Linked DNA regions of Zea mays: regions 1 and 2 are each linked to region 3. The links are chromatin contacts, called in public Hi-C maps. All regions are on one chromosome and are shown on one strand. The core of a region is the stretch at or near the end of the contact, and the rest is flanking DNA. Distances in the headings are between cores, read along the strand shown. Region 1 has its middle 90 kb from the start of LOC103638616. Region 2 holds the start of LOC100286306 (vacuolar ATP synthase subunit B). Region 3 holds the start of LOC100384339.

What was found. Hi-C and Micro-C count contacts between places; a contact is called where the count stands out from the background.
Region 1: a contact with region 3 is called in a Hi-C map of seedling, with 4 times the contacts expected there. The contact joins the enhancer-like site here to the promoter of LOC100384339 in region 3. A contact is called at or near these places in 2 of 25 Hi-C or Micro-C datasets (leaf and seedling).
Region 2: a contact with region 3 is called in a Hi-C map of leaf, with 2.3 times the contacts expected there. The contact joins the promoter of LOC100286306 here to the promoter of LOC100384339 in region 3. A contact is called at or near these places in 2 of 25 Hi-C or Micro-C datasets (leaf and tassel).

The regions. Positions count from the first base shown.
Region 1 is chr9:84,220,370-84,223,552 of Zm-B73-REFERENCE-NAM-5.0, forward strand. No RefSeq gene overlaps it. Among protein-coding and RNA genes, the nearest start is that of LOC103638616, 90 kb to the right of the region's middle. Within about 2 kb of position 1,587, at least 2 of the 20 cell types and tissues checked have an H3K27ac peak or open chromatin away from gene starts, as enhancers often do. A contact at or near this core is called in seedling, where this site is marked.
Region 2 is chr9:83,540,677-83,544,042 of Zm-B73-REFERENCE-NAM-5.0, forward strand. It overlaps LOC100286306 (vacuolar ATP synthase subunit B), which reads right to left and starts at 1,310. Exons shown (of 15, transcript NM_001159193.2): 1 at 1,157-1,310; 2 at 752-819. The coding sequence starts at 809.
Region 3 is chr9:83,932,206-83,935,531 of Zm-B73-REFERENCE-NAM-5.0, forward strand. LOC100384339 reads left to right here and starts at 1,589. Exons shown (of 1, transcript NM_001176890.1): 1 at 1,589-3,326. The coding sequence starts at 2,465.

The sequences.
Region 1 (3,183 bases), core at 337-2,836, 290 kb after region 3:
AATGAGAGATCACAATTAATAATAACACCCGCGATGCAATGCATATGATAGATTAAGTTCAGTTCCATAAATTAATCATGTGAGTGTCCGAGCTGCTCATGACCGTGAGCACGACTGATATACCAGTTTTACACTCTGCAGAGGTTGCACATCTTTACCCACAAGTCGCGTATCCCGTCTAGCCAGGGTTTGCAAGGCCCTTAGACACTTCCGAGGTGAATGGCTAGGGATCCACTACGAGGCCTTTACAAAGTTCCACTAGCTTCAGAAAACCCGCTACGAGAAGGACAATATAGCAATCCCTCGTCCAAAAAGCCATCGCAGCATGATCGACCGGAGAACCTCCCTATACGCAGCTCCTCTACCACCCTTGCCCCTTTCGGGTAAGGTAGTCCTCCACTAGCTTTCCTAATTAGTCAGCCAAGGGCATCCCATACCACCCTTGTTGTAGCACTATTTTTCGGGTGGTTCTCCATGTTCCAATTAACATAATGATCTTATCATGAACAATAATCAACAACAACAGAATTGGAACATGAACATAATATAACATTAATTTCCCAAAACCAGTTAGAGCAATAGCAAAACTACCCAATAATTTGTTTATCTGCAAGGTGTGGGATAAACAATGCTAGGGAAACCTATTAGGTCCCTTCAAATTAACCTGAGCATGTCATAGTGATTAGCAAGAACATTATTGGGTAAAGAAAAGTGATCAAGGGCACTACTTGCCTGTGACTCAAGATTCTAGGTACCAAGTCGATCTTCAAATTCTCGTGACCTCACCACTATTGGTAGCAATACATACAAATAGACAAGAATCACATAAAAATAACAGTACACCCGACATGAGAGCAAACAACGTAAAATATTCTACGTGATGCTATGAGATCGTAGGTTTGAGAACCACAAAATCCGGAGTTACGGTTAAAGAGTTATCATGTTCAGAAGATTTATGTGATTAAATATTAAACTATGTTATCTTGACTAGTATAACCCATGTGGGTAAGTGCACTCTAAATAAATCACTAATTTAACTTTAATCTACGTTATAACTTGATTAGATTAAGATTATAATTATGGACAAATTAACTTTGATTAGTGAGATAAATCTACTACTCATAGGTTGAACAAAATTCTAATTATAAAAGTATGTGATATGACACGATTAATGCTACTACTGCGTAGGCAATTTTATCACAAAACTATCGCAACTCGAACGGGTTGAAACGGAGTTAAAATGAGAGAGTTATGATTTTTTAACACTAGAAATCATCTATATTTATTTTTGAGTTTCTCGAATACCTGGAGGGTGGATTCCATTTTTAGGAAAGTCCAGGGCTCTAACTACAAAAACTAGGACCTATTTGTATTGATCTACTCACTAGACTTGACTGCGGGTTGATTTAATGGAAAACCGAGGGCTCTTTTGTAACTGTTTCACGGCTGAAAGGGTGTCCTTAATTCCCAGCCGCCCGATCTAAAACCAACGACACAGATTAGATCCCCAAGACTCTGAATCGGTATGCATCCCTATCCACAGGATCTGAAAGCAACGGTCCTGATTCTATTACGGCTACACCTCATCACGCCCACCCGATCTCACATCAACGCACAGATCTGAGCACCGCAGAGATGCAACAAGTTTTAATCTCAGCCCTACGCTAGTCATTCAATCCAGCGAACAAGTATGCTGGATTTGATCTCATCCACCGGTCATGCATCCGACGACTATTCTACCCATCACCCTCATCTCCCTCATCTTCCGGACTGAAGCCACTACAACGACGCCCAGCTCCAGTACGGACGTGCCATGGCCGAGACCTAGCTACACATTACTGAGACTGAAGCGAGTAGGTCTAGGGCACACTTACCCGTAGTTAGGACGCTGAGGTACCCCGAACACGGGTGGGGGCGGATTTGTGGCGGCAGAACTGCACCGTCAAGAAATTCGTGACTGCCTGGTTATCATTCCCTCCTGATTGAGCTACGAACTTCATCAAGGCTCCCCAATGGCACACCTAGGCCCTCCTTCGACCCCCCAGACAACACCCACAAAGGAGGACCCCGGCGGCGGACCCCAGACCTATACGGTGGCTCTGATTTCTCTCTGGTCTACCATCTACGGCCAAGGGAGCATGGGCATGAATCTTATACTCAGGTTGGGAATTACAACCACTCCCAACGACCTGCGATTTGCCAGGGATTTTGATGCGGATGCATGCGGGACGAGCTCGCCACTGGCCCATAACCGAGCCAAGCGAGGAGACGCCACCAACAAGGGCCCACGTGCAAGAGACTAGGCGATGGTAGCATGTGCGTGGAGCTGAGGCTGTTGTGTGGGGCCCACGACGTCAGTGACCAAGGGCGTGTGAGTCTGGTTGGCAGTGAGGCTGACGAGTGGGACCCATCCGTCGGTGCCCAAGTTTAGCGCAGACACATAGGGGTTATGGGCTGGTGGGGTTAAGCTAGGATGGGTCAGAAGAAGTGAAGGGGAGCTGGGCCGGGAGGGGGATTTCGGCCCACGAAGCGTAGGTAGTTTTTTTCTCTTTTCTGTTTCTTAATTTCTGTTTTGTTTTCGATTTTCAATTTCAATTTAGGTCTAGGTTTTGAATTTCAAGCTCCAATTTAGATGCAACAAACAAAATAATCCCAGCATGATGTAATAATATTTTATTATTTAGAATAATACTGATGCTTAATTCATGAGAGAGAAAAATAAAATAATTCACTCATATCAACAATTGAAAACCTTTATGTTTATTAAAAGATTTTCACTTTTAACTTCTAGTTTTGAGACCCAAATCTAACTTTGACAATTCAAAATTTAATATTGCCATTTACTTATTTTCAAGAAATATTTCTAAGTTAATAAAATCCTTATTAACGACATTTATTTAGACCTTAGAAAATGTTTTTAATAAACCCAAAATAAGATTGTGGGTGTTTACACATTAACGCCGTGGACGGGCACTCCCGGTGCTTCCTTGTCCGCTCTGAGGCCGCTATCGTGATCCTCGAAGCTCGCTGATGCTTCCCCAACCTTTGTCGAGTTCTCCTTGTTCGTCGTTCGCCTCCGCCACGCCACCCCAACTTCACTAGAGTTCCGTCGGTAACTGTTCTTCATAGTCATCTGCTAGCGCCGCTTCTACCCCCTTAGTGAGGCCTCAGATACGCTTCCTT
Region 2 (3,366 bases), core at 60-2,559, 390 kb before region 3:
TAACTACTAACTAGTACATGTCACCTTTGTAACGTAGCCCAAAAAGCATGATTTCAAACAGGCATACACCTTCCACAAAAGAAGCCCAAGGTATGCACTTTGATCAGCAAATTTCTGTTACCCATATAACACAAAAGAAGTCTTATATTTATAATGGCAGTGGCATGTGTCAATGGCTCAATGCAGGCATGCAGACCAATACATCGAAGATTCAGTAATTGGTAATTCATGAAGCCTCCACATTGGATGTGACATGAATCACAATTCCCGAAAAGCAATACATGCAAATAGATGAACTAATTTTAAACTAAAAGTGTGATCTAGCAAGTGTGCCAGACCTGAAACTAGTTACATAGTTGAAACAGCAAATCTACAAGCTAAACTAGATGCATCCTGTTGCACTATTGTAGTATGGTTTAACAAAAGCCTTGTGAAGTGAGTTGATGTATTGTTAGGAGAATCTACAGTGTTATATACTAATACCATGCGTTTATAAAATCCAAAGCATTGGTAATGCAACCAAGCTATAAGCTAGCCGATGACCCAATATATTGTCTCATAGCTTAGGATCATTTATAAGCAATGTGTTTGTCTCCTCAAAGTGCAAATCATCACTACATATCCACGCTAGGATGCTAGTACCAGTGATGCATCGGTATGACTATGCGACACATCAACAGCTGAAAGGATAAATACTAAACATCCTAAGGAATACTGCGCGCGAGCTTGGATCTCGTCGCTAGTAACTCACCCATGCCGATCTCAAGGGTTCCCTCCTCCATGTCGATGCCTTCCTTCACCAGGCCCATGCTGAAAAACCTGGCAACAGCCAGCCACGCCATCAGAACCGAGAAAAAGGAGCGGAGCTGATCCGAGTTACCCCAATCCACACAGATCACTCTGACTATCCGATCCACCAGAAATTGTAGAGAGATCAGCAATCCAAACAAATCGGCAACAGACAGAGTAAAACCGCAGCCGCTGTTGCTGAACGGAAGAGGGAGAAAGTGCGGAGGCAGGCTGGGCACAGATCAGAGAGTGTTTCGGCGGTGGGCGTGGCCGCCCTCGTGTCGCCCAGTAGGGACAACCCGAGCGATGGATTGCCGGAGGAGGAGCGGGGGTGGAGATGAGATTGCGGGGCCGGAAGAAGGCGTACCTGGATCTGGATCGCGCCGCGGAGAGGCTACGCTGCGGAGTTGGGAAGGAACGTGCGAGACGGGAGGAGGTGGCAGATCGGATAGGCGAGGCGACGGCACGGGTGGAGGGAAGGAGAGGTGGGGAGGAGACGTGCAATTAATGCCCAAAATTATAACCAGAGAGGGGCAGACGGACGTTTTGCGTCTTTGCCCTGAACGATTACGGAATTTTCGGCATTGAATCCCAAACCGCCGTCCGATATCAAACGTTAACTAGATTTATAAATAAGTATTATTAATATTTATATCTCTAAATAATTTTATTATAAACTAGACTTAAAATCTATCTAATGATATTAATACTATATTATAATTATTAATATTCCTTTTTTAATATGATTTTCGAGCCAGCACTACGAACCGAGGCTATGGCCCAAACACTGCATGACACTCGTGACGGGTTGGCCCAATCACTGTTAAATTGGTCGTGCCTCGGGCCGGCTTGCTAGACACTTCTCATTTAGTCATTTATACCTCCGCACGATAATGATGGTCCTCGCCTCAGTTGCCACCACCTCGTCCATCATTCTACTTCTTTTCTCTCTCCTGCCATGCCTCTATCTCCGCGCCACACCATTCTCGGCAGAGGGCGTAGGAGCAGGTGCCTCCTCCCTGTATTCGTCCAACGTCAGCCCCGACATCGACTCGCGCAGTGGCTATTGCACGTCCACGAGGACATTTCACATCATGCGTGCACCATCGTTTTCGCCGTCGTCGGACGTCTCGTTCGTCTTCCCGGCCTTCGCCCTGTTCTTCCTCCCAACCTGTTGCCCCTGCCCACGGTCGTAGCCACAAGCCGACCGACGCTCGTCGACGCGGATACAGGGTGAGTCGGTCATGCTCCTGGCCTTTCTTCGTGCGTGCCGTCGAGTAGGACATGGTGGTGCCTGTCACGCTTAGGTTATTCTAGCGATGAGGAGTCCAGGTCTGAGATATTGGACAACTAAGGTCATAGTGTGGCAGGAGTCGACATATGCTACGGAGTTGGTGGTGGTATTGTGTCGCTTCGGCGGGTACAAGGCTGGGAAGACACTCGCATTCTCTCGCCCTTTTCGGACTGACGCCTGGTGCGGGTGTCTCTTGGTTTGGAGCTGCTCCGGTTGGGCTTCTTTCTCTGCTTGTGTGCTCTCTCCCTATATATCTAGCGGTATACAACCTATGTCGACTCCAGATGCCCAGGTCTTCGTCGTGTCCTTCTCTGGCAACGAACAGGTATGCCCGCCTCTTCTCTTCCCCTCCTGCTCTACGAAACCTTAGAAGTGGGGACGCGAGGGATGGGGGTCTCTGATTTGCTGCCTATGGTACCCGTGGTTCATAAAAAATATTATGTGAAGAGTGGAGACAACTAATAAAAAATCTTGAGATCTTTTTGGTGGATAATTTACGTGGGTATTGTTGTGAGCCGTCGCAACTAGGGCTGGAAAAAAAAAGCTCGAGGCTCGCGAGCCGGCTCGGGCTCGATCAGGCTCGGCTCGGTGAGGCTCGCGAGCCTAAACGAGCCCAAGTCGAGCCTAATTCCGCGGCTCGCTACACTAACGAGCCGAGCCGGCTCGGTGAGGCTCGCGAGCCGGCTCGAGGCTCGGTCCAAACTACTGCTTACTCGTATCTCCGTTGACCAGTGTGTAAGTGTGTTGTTTTGGTCACAACTCACAAGGAACTAGAGTGCAAGGACATAATTTTTTATTATATGGAACATATTGTGCTTCAAATTTGAGCTAATGACTATAACTACTGTTGTTGAGTACTTGAGTGTACAGGCTCGCGAGCCGAGCCGACTCGCGAGCCTATATCGAGCCGAGCCGAGCCTCATTACCGAGCTCGCTAAGTGACCGAGTCGAGCCTGGCTCGGCTCGCTATTCCACCGAGCCTCACCGAGCCGAGCCCTAGTCGCAACGCACGGGTAACCGACTAGTTATAATCTATGGGTCTGTTTGGTTGGGCTGTGGCTGTGAAAAAAGCTGTTGTGGGCTGTGAGCTGTGGAAAAAAGTTGTTGTGGGCTGTGAACTGCTAAAAAGCTAAAAATCGTTTGGTGGAAACCACTAAAAGTCGCTAAAATTTTTTCCATATATATTTTCACAGTTCCACCTAAAAGCTGCTAAAAGCAGGTCTAGAGGTGCTTTCAGTTTTGCACTACAAGAAAGTCGGCTTTTAGAAAAAGCTGCTTTCCAG
Region 3 (3,326 bases), core at 339-2,838:
TTCGAACCCATGTTATTGTAGGTGAGGAAACAACAGAGTTTTGCTATTTCTATTCAAAGGTGATACCAAAGGAGGAGCTCCAATAGTGAAGTTGGTCGCGGGAGGATGTTTGCCTCCCACCTTGAAACAATAAACTTTTGTACGGGAGGGTGTTTTGCCTCCCTAGTTTGTAATAATACTTTATGCTCTCTTAATACCCTGGTATTGTAATAATAATACTGTCTCTATATATTTTATGAATGTAAATTAAGTTATTGTAATCTGCTTCTGCTTATCCTTTCCTCCGATGTGATGTAATATCTACGTGACAGGTGAAGCGCTCTTGGGCGAAATGATGAGGATACAGTTACCGAACTTGTCGAGTGATTATTTGCATCTACAGGGTTGTCTAAGGTCCTTAGGACAAGGATAACTGTAGGTGGGCCTAATACCTTGGGAGGTTCCGTCACAGCAAATTGTTTTAGTTGCTAACTATGTTTGTCTAAGTGCTAGGGAACCTCTCAAGAAGAGCCAAAAGAAGTTGAGTAGTTTGGCTCAAAAGAGCTAAACATGGGCAAGTCTAGGACTCACCAGACTGTTCGATGAAGCATACAAAAGGTGCAGGTCCCGGGAATTTTAATTATAAAATTCTCTGGACAGTGAAAAGTGCACTGTCCGGTGCACCAGACATCAACTCCAACGACTCTCTCCAAGGGCGGGTGCCAGTCGCCAACGGCTAGCTGATGTGGCCGCTGTCTAGTGGCACACCAGACTATCTAGTGACATGTTGGAAAAGTAAACCGACCAATCAGATCGTGGGGCTACCGTTGCTGGTCAGAAATCCTGTGGCGCACCGGAGTGTCCGGTGAGCCCACAGATAGGGAAGTTTTCCAGCTTCCTTGTGGAGAAGGCAACGACTCCTAGGCCTCTTGGGCTATAAAAGGAGCCGCTAGGCGCCTTCTTCTGGTACCTCAAGCATCACAAGTGCACACTACAACTTCTAGACTCCGCGACCATGTTGTTCAATGATTTGAGAGAGATTTGAGCGCATTTTTGGGCTGTTACCTTGTCGTTTTGTTGTTGCGCTCATGTCTTTGCTTTGGTGCATGTTGTTGTTGCATTATGTACTTGTGTGTGTGTTCTTACTCCCGCCCTTACTTTGATTTTGGATTGTGATCATCTTGTGTAAGGCGTGAGTGACTCCAACTTGTGTAGATTCCTCACAAACAGGTTGAGATATAAGGAAGAATATCGTGTCACTCAAATTTGATCTTTGGATCACATGAGAGGGGTTGAGTGGAACCCTTGAGCAAAGGAGGTCATCACAATGTGGAGTAGGCTTTGGCCGAACCACGGGGAAAAATGTCGTGTCCCTTGTCCACTTTACTTTACTGTGATTTCTGTCTTCCTTGGTGCTTATACTTAACTTACATATTTCTCCTAGTTTAATACACATCTCAAGAGAGCAACCAAGTGAAGACTCTATTTTTCTCTCTTCTTCTCATTCAATCTTGGTTTTAATTTACACTAACACCTTTTATAGACCAAGTTTGTGTTGTTTGAAATAAGTTTTGCATGATCACCTATTCACCCCCTCTAGGTGCTCTCAATAAAGAATGCTTACATCCTTCTATTTTTTCAGTATTAAATCAGAGATTACATTTGTACCTTTGGCTTTGCGAAGCTTATAATACGAAGGAAGAATTGTAGCTTCGTAGATGGGAACAATCAACTCTTTCTCTGATGAGAAGATCCCTAAATGCATAGCACTATTCCTCTATTTATAGGCGCAGAGTACATTCTTTGGTAAAATTACATTTGCATCCTTAAGCCTATATATTTCAACTATTTAACATGGCAGGGGTAAGGATGTCTATTCCTTTCGTTAGCTTGGCGAACGGACCCGAGGAGACTTGCTTTGGCTTTCTCTGGCTTTGTCCCTGGTCCCTTTGTGATGGCAACCCAAAGCTTGTACATTTGCCTTTAATCAATTCACCAAAGAAGCTTTTGGCAGAGGTACCTATAATACTTAGAAATAGTTCAGAAGACAACCATTATCTTAGTGTTTTGAGGACCTTCAAAAGAAAGAGACCCCCAAAAGTAGCCCCTTGCGGTATTAGTTCGTTTTTTTGCAACAAGCTCAGATCCCGAAACAAATGAAGGTCATGTGCCGAAGGTATGAAAAACACCTTCTCCGAGCTTAATAACGAACAATGAAAGTGATTCGTAAGAGTCAATGTGGGACCCATTTATAACGTGGCTTGCTGAAATTATAAACGGCCAGCAAAGCGCAAGCGCCGGCGAGCTGAGCATCCATGACGGACGACAGCAGGATCGATCGATTGCGCACAAAGGTGGGTGGCTCGGTGAGCAAGTCTATGGACGAACGCAGGGGTGAGATTGAGCAGGTGGAGGCGCTGTCCATGATTTACCGAGGCCAAGCGCGACGAGGGGCGAGCTGGGCACTGAGCAGAGGTCGAGCTGGATGGAGCCGCCACGGGAGGGGCAGGGAAGAAATACCACGACGCGAAGGGAAGGAGGCCTCGGCACGGCGGCCAAGGCCGGACAGACAGCAGGGGCGCGGTTTGGCGAGGGAGGAGCTCGGTCGGGCGCCATGGGGCGAGCTCGCTGCGCGGAGGTCCGACGAGCTAAAGCCGGGCGCGATGGACGGCGCGGGAAATTGAGGGAGGTTTGCCAAGGGGAGAGAGGAGGGAGCGGCTGGGCGGGCACCAATAGGGAAGAAGACGCGCCAGGGAGCTGCGCACGCGGCAAGCAGAGAGGGAGGAAGATGGGCACGCGACCATGGAAGCAGGGCGTGGCCAGGCGAGCAGAAAGCCGCACGAGGAAGCAGAGCGCGCGTAGGGGTGATGGGCAGGGCGGAGATCGAATTCGGGCGAGCAAGGAGCAGCGGCTGGACTGGAGTAGGGAGATGCGCGCGCGCAGGGAGCTTCGACGACGGCGACTACCGGTGAACTCCATGACCGGGAGGATGCGGCGTCCAAGAGCTTACGCTGGGAGAGAGACGTGCCATGGCGACGAGCTGGAGACCGATAGAGCGTGGACGGTGAACAGGGAGCAGAGAGGAAGGAGCCGAGCAGGGAGCCGGCGCGCCATGGAACTTCGCGGCTGGGGAAGAGGAGTAGCGCGCGCTGGGAGGAGGGAGGAAGAAGAGGGCTTGGGCGCGCGGCGAGCCAGGCGAGCGCAGGGAGCAGCGTGCGCGGGAAGCCGCTCGGCTGTGCGCGCGCCGGAGCTGTGCGGTCCGCCGAGTAGAGAGGGAGGTGGAGGGCAGGCTGGGAGAGGAAGCCGTGGTGCTGAAGAAGATAAGGAGAGAGAGATGCAGTGGAAAA